Regions from separate parts of the Sus scrofa genome. Here region 2 is linked to region 1. A link is a contact called in public HiChIP or PLAC-seq data. All regions are on one chromosome and are shown on one strand. The core of a region is the stretch at or near the end of the contact, and the rest is flanking DNA. Distances in the headings are between cores, read along the strand shown.

Region 1 (4,575 bases), core at 654-3,153:
CTGCTAACTGTCTGGTTCCCCCTCTCAAAGGTAACCTCCAAGGGGGTACAACTTGTCTGTCACATTCAACCTTGTACCTGCAGAGCTAAGAACAGTGCCCAGCACATACCAAGCCCTCAAAAAATCAGGGCTAAGCTAACATCCATGGGACTTTTTCAGCCCACTGAGTTAGCTGCTGTGCACCAATACGAATTCTTTTTCCTATTTGTCAGTGCCTTCCAACATTTTTATAACTAACATTATTACATGTCAGGCTCTGTGCTAAGGGTTTTACTCCATTATATTACTCAGTGAAAATGAATCATTACTTTTTACTTACATAGCCCAAGGCATAGCATATGGGAAAACATACAACATAGGTCGAAGTGTCTTGAAAACTACAAATCACTACCTAAATGTTAGCTTATTAAATCCACACTGGGGAGTTCCTGTCGTGGCGCACCGGAAACAAATCTGACTAGTATCCACAAGGATGTGGGTTCGATCCCTGGCCTTGCTCAGTGGGTCGGGGATACGGCACTGCTGTGAGCTGTGGTGTAAGTCAAAGGTGCAGCTCAGATCCCGTGGTGTAGGCTGGCAGCTGTAGCTCCGATTCAACCCCTAGCCTGGGAAGCTCCATATGCTTCAGGTGCAAAAGAAAGAAAGGAAGGGAGGAAGAGAGAGAGAGAAAGATACACAGACAGACACACTGGGTCACAGAACATGCACTCTAATCTCATTTCCACCACTTTCCAGTTGAGCGGCCTTAAACATTGCTTTGAACCTCTCTGAACTGTTATTTCTAATGAAGAAAATAACAGCTAACAATTAGTGACCACCGCCTAGATGCCAAGCACATGACACGTTGTAACATTTTAATCCTCTTAATAACCCTCTGTGGTAGAGACTAAGTACCTTGCTCAAGGTCATGAAATTAGCAGGTACTGGAGCCAGGATCTACCACACCTGTGCTATGCTGTTGCCATTGGCAATGCAGCAAGGATGCTGATATAATTAATGTAATAAGGCTTTGTGCTTGTTAAAAGTTACTACGCTTGATGTCACTGTATTCCATGTATGGTGGGCATGCCTCCGTCAATACACAGTGCCTTGATTTGCCTTGTCTATTGTCCTTCTGGACGATAAACTTTCTGAAAGTAAGCACTCCAGCTTTATCTCTGAATCCCCAAGATCTAGTACGAAGGAGAGTTCAGAAAGTCTGGTGAATGCCGAATGGCATATCTTTTTCATCTCTGTGACTCACAACTTGCACAGCACCTGCCACACAGGAAGCACCTAACAGGTACTTAGTGAATAAACAGCAGGATGAAAAGTGAATATACGTGGATAAAGATCAAAAGTGTAATTTGAGTCATTTAAGTTAGGGTGTCTTTGTAACTTTTTCCCCATAAAGTTGTTTAGCTCTGAGAGGCAGTTTGAGAGAAGTTCAGAGCTATAGGCAGAAGCCCTGGCCTCTAATCTGGGATCTGTCCCTACTGCTAACGCCGACCAAGCCCTTTCCCCTTTAGGGACTTCTCTTCCCCAAGCTCCCTAGCCGTACAGAGATTCCAACACGAGTCTAAGTACCTGAAGAGAAATAAATTGCTCAGCAAAGTCGTTCCCCGTTTTCACTCATTACTTCTGCGCAAGCTAAAGAGCTACAAACACTACGGACTCGGACTCGTTGCCGGGCAACCCTGGCTGGGGGCGGAGTCAGACAATGAAGAACTGGATTGCAGGGACACGCCCCGCGGGGGACTCCAGGGGCACTGGCTCCGTGCGGGTTGGGAGCAGGTGGGATTGGTTACCTTGCCCGCTTGGGTAGCGGCGGCCAGACACGGGTGAGTCCCGTCGTAGCGCCCAACGGCCACCATGCGGGGGCTGATTTTGTGGCGCAGTTTGAGGGTGAATACGGGCAGCAGCATGATGGCGGTGGCTCAGGAGAAAAGGGTTAGCGGCACGAGAGCGGAGCCGTGGAGCCCGCCTCACCCACCGCAGTGAGGGACGTGGGGACCAAGCCAGACCTGCTCCTGCAGCCTCAGGCCTGGCGGGAAACCGCTGCACCGACGTGGACCCCGGGCCGTTGGCTATTTCTGCGCCTGCGCAGGCCCGCCCACCTAGTTCTGCGGCTGCGCGTTCTGGCCTCGCGCTGGGCTGAGTCTGAAGTTGGGTCCCAGTGGTTGGGTCTGCTTTTTGTTGCTGTAACTTAACGGCGATGGGACTCATCGGGTCTACTTCGGCAGTTTCCGAGCCAGTGCATCCCTGGGGCTTCTTCTAGCACCACAACCAAGTTGCTGCACCGTTGCAGTTTACACACATTTCTACGCCACTCCAAACGGTCATTAATTCAAGAAATATGCCTTGAATGCCTACTTTGCCCCTTAACTTTAGCTGTTATGTTGATGCCCACGGTAGTTCTTAAATGTATCAATCACCTCCCCCCCCCCAAAAAAATGCTTTAAACTCTCAACTTTAAACAGCCCGTGGCCCTTTGTAAGATTCCCTGAGTATATATACATATAATGTACATATGTGTGTGTATATTTATGTGTGTGTGTGTGTGTATATATATATATAAATTTTTTTTTTTTTTTTTTTTTTTTTTTTTGCTTTTAAGGGCCACATCCACAGCATATAGAGGTTCCTGGGCTAGGGGTCGAATTGGAGCTGCAGTCGCTGGCCTATGCCACAGCCACTGGAACGCGGGATCCCAGCCGAATCTGCAAGACCTACACCATAGCTCACGGCAACTACGGATCCTTTAACCCACTTGAACAAGGCCAGGGATCAAACCCGCAACCTCATGGTTCCTATTCGGGTTCATTTCCTCTGCGCCACGACAGGAACTCCTCCCTGTATATTTTTAAAGCAGGACATGCAAAGTCACTAAACTTTTTCAGCATTTTTTCAAATAGTTTTTAAGGGCTTGCTCTGTGGGGGGTACTGTTCTGGGCAATATGGCAGCAAACATAAGACAAACTTCTGCTCTCCTGTTGCTGACATACAAGTCAGGGGAGAGAAACACTAAACAGGAAATACAAATGGGAGGTCATTTGGTGGTTAAGTGCTAAGGAAGGGAGAGAGATTGACTTCTGGAGGGAGTACAATTTTTTTCTTTTTTTGTCTTTTAGGGCCGCACCAGCAGCATGTGGAGGTTCCCAGGTTATGGGTCCAATCAGAGCTGTAGCTGCCGGCCTATACCACAGCCACAGCAACACTGGATCCGAGCCACGTCTGCGACCTACCTCACGGTTAGCAGCAATGCTGGATCCTTAACCCACTGAGCGGGGTTTTTTAACTGCTGAGCCACAATGGGAACTCCGGGGGTACAATTTTAAATAAGGTGGTGGGGAAGAGACCTCACTGAGAAAGTGACATTCAGGCCAGAACTTGAAAGAAGTAAAAGAATTATTTCTGAGGAAGAGTGTTCCAGCAGAAGAAATTCAAGTGCAAAGGCACTGAGGGATCACCTTGGTTGTCTGCTAGAAATAAAAACATTCAGGTGTGTTTGGGATGAGACGAGTAGGAACCAACAGGAGACTGAGAAGCAAGCCAAGTGAAGAGAGTGTTGCCATCCACCTAGCCAAGCCTTACTTATTCTGTGTACTCCTTGGTGACCTGCAGCTTTGCAGTTGCTCCTCCCAACAGGATAGTACAATCAACAATGGCTGCATCACTAACATTTAAAGAGCATTTTGTATGTAATTTTGTATGTGAAATGTATAGGGATCACCTCTCTTAGCCCTACAGTAACCTATGAGGCTGGTACCACTGTTAGCCCATTTGACAGATGACAAAACCTTACCAGTTTTCTCCTCCCTTCCTAACTCATCACCAGCTCCCTATTTTCGACCACATTAAGTTTAAGTCCTTTGAGAGATTACACAAAATCTCCAAGTTCTTTTTTTTTTTTTTTTTTTTTTTTTTTTGTCTTTTCTAGGGCCATTCCCGTGGCATATGGAGATTCCCAGGCTAGGGGGTCTAATCAGAGCTGTAGCCACTGGGCTACACCAGAGACACAGCAACTCAGGATCCGAGCCACATCTGCAACCTACACCACAGCTCACGGCAACACCAGATCCTTAACCCACTAAGCAAGGCCAGGGATCAAACCCGCAACCTCATGGTTCCTAGTCAGATTCGTTAACCACTGAGCCACAAAGGGAACTCCCAAAATCTCCAAGTTCTGATCATTGTTGGCCTCTGCCGCCCCTTGCCTCTCCAACTCGGTCCCTTCTGAAACGCTGTCTCTGGCCTCTCCGCCTTTGTTCCCATTAGCCCTCTGCCCGGGGAGTCCTTACCATCATGTCACAGGTTGAAGAGCATCACTCCAGGGAGTCACGTCTGATAGTCTCTCCCACAGCTGCTGCCATGCTTAGGAGGGAGCCACCCCTCCTAGGTCCCAGCTGACATATCAATCACCATATTGGAGGTATTTGATTCTTTGCATCACACACTAATTAGAAACAGCATGGATCCCCAGAAGGGTGGAGAATCCCCATCCTCCCTGCCAAGCCCTGATCAGGGTAGGGGACTTGAGGTTTTTCAACAACCAAGAGAGGCTGCACATCTCCTCCAACAACAAAAAGTTTCTTA
Region 2 (4,575 bases), core at 1,449-3,948, 140 kb after region 1:
TCCTAAAACATATCTTATGTCTTCCCAGGTGATCCTCTCAATATGTTTCTATCCCTAGAGATACAGTCTTAAAATTCCTATTATTTCAGTGTTTTATAGTTTTATCACAATTGTATCTATGTATACATATATGTTTGGTTTTACTTTTTAGCTTTATTAGAATACTTGAGCTCATATTATATAGTCTTTTGCTACTTGCTTTTACCATTTAACATTATGTTTCCATGATCCGCCCATGTTGTCTTTATAACTATAGCATACTCATTTTCACTGCTGTGTGATAATAGTCCACTGTCATAATATCCACATTTTATTTATACTTTTTTTGTTAATGGACATTTGGCTTGCTGTTTTTTTTCCTCTGTCAGCATGCTGCTATAAAGATTCCTGCAAATATCTCCTGGTGCACATGCGTAAAAGTTTTTCTTGGGTGTGGATCAAGGAATGGAATAGCTGGGTTTTACAATATTGAGATACTCACCTTCAAAAGGTAAATGTCCTGATTTTTCATTTGGCAGTGTTACTTGAGTATTTGTCTCATTAAAAATTCTTCTTTACATAATGGAAAAAAAAAACAATGTAAAGGGATAAAACATTATTCAGATGCAAGATGCTGCTGTACTTGTAGTTATCATCTGACCACAACAGGATCTGGATATATTTGATAACTTTAGGACAAGGGCCATACCCATACATATTGTCAGTCAGCAACAATCATTTTTACAGAACCCACAATATGCTGGTATGAACTGTTAAACAAAGCTGGATACTAGTTAGAGTTGTAAGGACATATTTTAATCAGCAACGTACTGTTGCAGTAGGGAACAGAGTCCAGCATCAGTGGAACTCAACTTTGGTTTGCATAGAGATGACTGAGCTTTCCCCTTCCTTCCTCCCTCCTACTTCCCTCCCTCCCTTCCTTTCCTCCTTCCTTCCTTCCTTCTTTTTAGGGCTACACCTGCAGCATATGGAAGTTCCCAGGCTAGGGGTCAAATCAGAGCTGTAGCTGCTGGTGTATGTCACAGCCTCAGCAACACCACAGCCAAGGTGCATCTGTGACCCACAATGCAGCTTGTGGCAATGCTCGATCCTTAACCCACTGAGCAAGGCCAGGGACTGAATCGGGATTCTCATAGATACCAGTCAAATTCTTAATCTGCTGAGCCAAAATGGGAACTCCATGACTGGGCATTTCATAGGGGGAATCAGGGAATAGAGAGGGGGCTGAGCTCCACAGCATCCTTACATAGCTCTGGTCACGCACTAAGCACGTTACATGGAAATATACTTTTAAGGGGGAGTTCCCATCATGGCTCAGTGGTTAGCAAATCCAACTAGGAACCATGAGGTTGCGGGTTCAATCCCTGGCCTTGCTCAGTGGGTTAAGGATCCAGCGTTGCCATGCACTGTGGTGTAGGTCGCAGATGCGGCTCGGATCCTGAATTGCTGTCACTCTGGCATAGGCCGGTGGCTAAAGCTCTGATTCAGCCCCTAGCCTGGGAACCTCCATATGCCACGGGTGCGGCCTAGATAAAAAGACAAAAAAAAAAAAAAGATATACTTTTTAATTCCTGCTTTCTCACCGGATCATGACTGGGCCTTGTTCACTCTTGGCACATTGTGAGCACTAACATATGTTGTATGAGTGGGTACTGTGACAATTCTAGTCCCACAATCCTTATGTGTTGGACAAAGCAGTAGTCTCCTAGCTCCCATCTGCTGCCTACTGTCCATTCTCCACTCAGAGAGCTAGACGATTGTCCAGTGGCTTCCATTTGCACGAGGAATAATTTCAACTGCAAAGTCTGTCTTACTCCACCTAGCCTGGAGCATCCTCTTCCAGTCAAATTCTGTTCTTCAAACTCCATGGAGCCTTCAGTTTTGTTCCCTCTACTTGGAAAGTTCCGCAGCCAAGACTCAAGACTAGGCTGACTCTTGCTCCCTTCCTCCTTTCCTTTTCCTTCCTTCCTTCCATAGCCGCAGCCGCATGGTATGGAAGTTCTCAGGCTAGGCGTCAAACAGAATCAGAGCTGTAGGTGCCGGCCTACACCACAGCCCAGCAACACCAGATTCAAGGTGCACCTGCCACTTACGCTGCAGCTTGCGATGAGGCCAGATCCTTAACCCACTGAGCAAGGCCAGGGATCCAACCTGCGTCTTTGTGGATACTAGCTGGGATCTTAACCCGCTGAGCCACAACAGGAACTCCTGGGCCGCCCCTTTCTCATCAACGTTTCAGCTCAGCGGTCACCTCAGAGAAGCCTACTCTGACCATGTAGGCATTCTCTCTCCCATCACCCAGCTTTTTCCGAAATTGTCCTTAACAAACTCGAAGTGATTTATTCTATTGTGTTTTCCCTATCAGCCTGAGAACCTATTACGGCAGGATCTTGCCTGTCGTGATCACCACTGTGCCCCTCGGGGCCTAGAATAGTGCCTGGTACTCTGATGGCGCTCATAAAGGGCGAGAAATCCGCAGGCAATTGTAGAATCGCTTTCTCAGGCTATAGCTGACTAACCACTTGGGCGGGGTGAGGGCAGGGCCGCTGGCGTTCGGGGATTGACAACTCAGCCGAAGGCCCCGCCCCCACCCAGCACCCAGCTCCGCCCCAACCCCGTCCTTGTCCGTGTCTCCTCCTTGGGTCTCCATAAAGTTCATTTGGCGGCGCGCCGCGCGGGGGCTTCTGGGAAAGTCGGCCTTAGCCAATCAGGAAGCGCAGGCGCGCGGCGCGAGAACCGGCGGCCGCGTTCTCAAGCCCGGACCTGAGCGCGGACAAAGCTGCAGAGCCAGGTAAGGGTGGTTTTGGCCGGGTCCTTCCGACTCGAGGCATGTCCTTGAACCCAGGGCCCCGAGGCTAGGTAGAGCCCAGTCGCTAGTCTCAGAGCGGTGCTGCGCACACTTCCCGTTCGCCTCATGGCAGCCGGCACGCCTGACGCCGGCGACACAGCGCCCTGTCGAACCCCCCCCCCCCCCCCGCCCATTACAGCGTTAGGCTGCGCTTCAGCAGTGTCTTTTATCTGCCCTCATTCTGAATACAGAGCCTTGGCCTTCCGACTGCCCTCCTCCCGCGCTGCAGCGCTTTGCCGGCGTGCCACGCCCACCCCTACACTGCCAGCCCACCCCTCCACCACACTGCGCCTGATAACTTTCGTGCCTGCGCCCTGCCAACTCGCTCGCCCCTCGGGGATACACCCTGTTGGCAGGAAAAGGTTCTTTAGGCGAGGGTGATGACTCCGAGCCTTGGCCTGTCGTCTCTGTCTGCATCCAGGGGAAATGCTCCTTCTCATCCAGGGAGATAACTAGTGATTAGAACCTGGAGGTGGCCTTTACTTTCTCTGGGTTCACAGCACCTCATCCTCTGCAAAGGCAATGCCTATGTTTACCGGATCTCTTTTTAAGAAATTACGGGCCGACCACAGTGGTCTTTGTTCAAAATTTGGCTGACCCATTGACAGAGCCGCTGGTCGGGGTTTGCCCTTTATCGGGTGTGAGAAGACGGTTTCGATTTTTTTTTTGTTTTGACAGAAATGTCTTTCAGCATGAGTAAGGGTCACCTTTCTTTTCTGTCGTTGGGGGGGCGGGCGTGAGAGGATGTCCTTGGACATCTTAGCACATCTTTCTTTCAGCTATAATTCTTTGTGCATTTATTTGTGTTTGGGACATTTTCATTTTTCATTTATGGTGATCTCACTCAAAGCTTATAGTTCTGAATACCTATGTGTTAGGGAACAGGTCTCACATTTTAATCTCCAGCCTGAGCCTTTCCTTGATCTATATCCAGTTGCCTACTTAATATCTTCATTGAGATGGTTGGGAATCAAACGGAACCTATCAAGATAGCAAGCTCCCTTCCACCTCTCTTTCCAGACTCCTCTTGCTGTTTTTCCTTTTCTCAGTAGTGTAAAAGGCTCTGACCTATAACCAGTGAGTCATGCTTGACTGCTCTCTTTCTCGCCTGGATTTTTATTTATTTATTTATTTAATTTTACCACTGCACCTGTGGCATATGGCAGTTCCCGAGCTAGGGGTTGAATTGGAGCTGTAGCTGAGGCCTACGCCACAGCCATGGAATGCCAGATCAGAGCTGCATCTGCAATCTCTACTGCATTTGTGGCATCGCCGGATCTTTAACCCACTGAGGCAGGCAAGGGATCCACCCTGCATGTACATGGGTCCTTAACCTGCTGAGCCACTATGGGAACTCTCTCTTGGATAATTGAAATAGTCTCCCATGTCACCTTCTGACTTCTCTTTTAAACACAGCAGTTAGAAGGATCCTTTTATTTATTTTTTTAGGGCCACACCCGAGGCATAGGGAAGTTTCCAGGTCAGGGGTTGAATTGGAGCTGTAGCTGCTGGCCTATGCCATAGCCACAGCAACGCGGGATTCGAGCTGCATCTGCGACCTATACCATAGCTCATGGCAATGCTGACTGTACAAGGATCCTTTTGATACACAAGTCAGATCATATCACTCATTTACTTAAACCAACCAATGGGTCTTCTTCTCATTTAAAGATGAACTTACACTGAGCTGTAAGGTTTTATGTGATCTGACCCACTGATACTTTTCC

What was found. HiChIP or PLAC-seq counts read pairs in DNA pulled down with a chosen protein or histone mark.
Region 2: an H3K27ac HiChIP or PLAC-seq map of alveolar macrophages shows a contact between it and region 1. The contact joins the promoter of NUP93 here to the promoter of BBS2 in region 1. A contact is called at or near these places in 1 of 5 promoter capture datasets (fetal skeletal muscle) and 1 of 2 datasets of contacts at active chromatin or transcription factors (alveolar macrophages).

Annotation. Positions count from the first base shown.
Region 1 is chr6:18,573,435-18,578,009 of Sscrofa11.1, forward strand. BBS2 (Bardet-Biedl syndrome 2 protein) reads right to left here and starts at 1,904. Exons shown (of 18, transcript XM_021093887.1): 1 at 1,788-1,904. The coding sequence starts at 1,904.
Region 2 is chr6:18,709,194-18,713,768 of Sscrofa11.1, forward strand. It overlaps NUP93 (nucleoporin 93), which reads left to right and starts at 2,699. Exons shown (of 23, transcript NM_001244152.1): 1 at 2,699-2,791.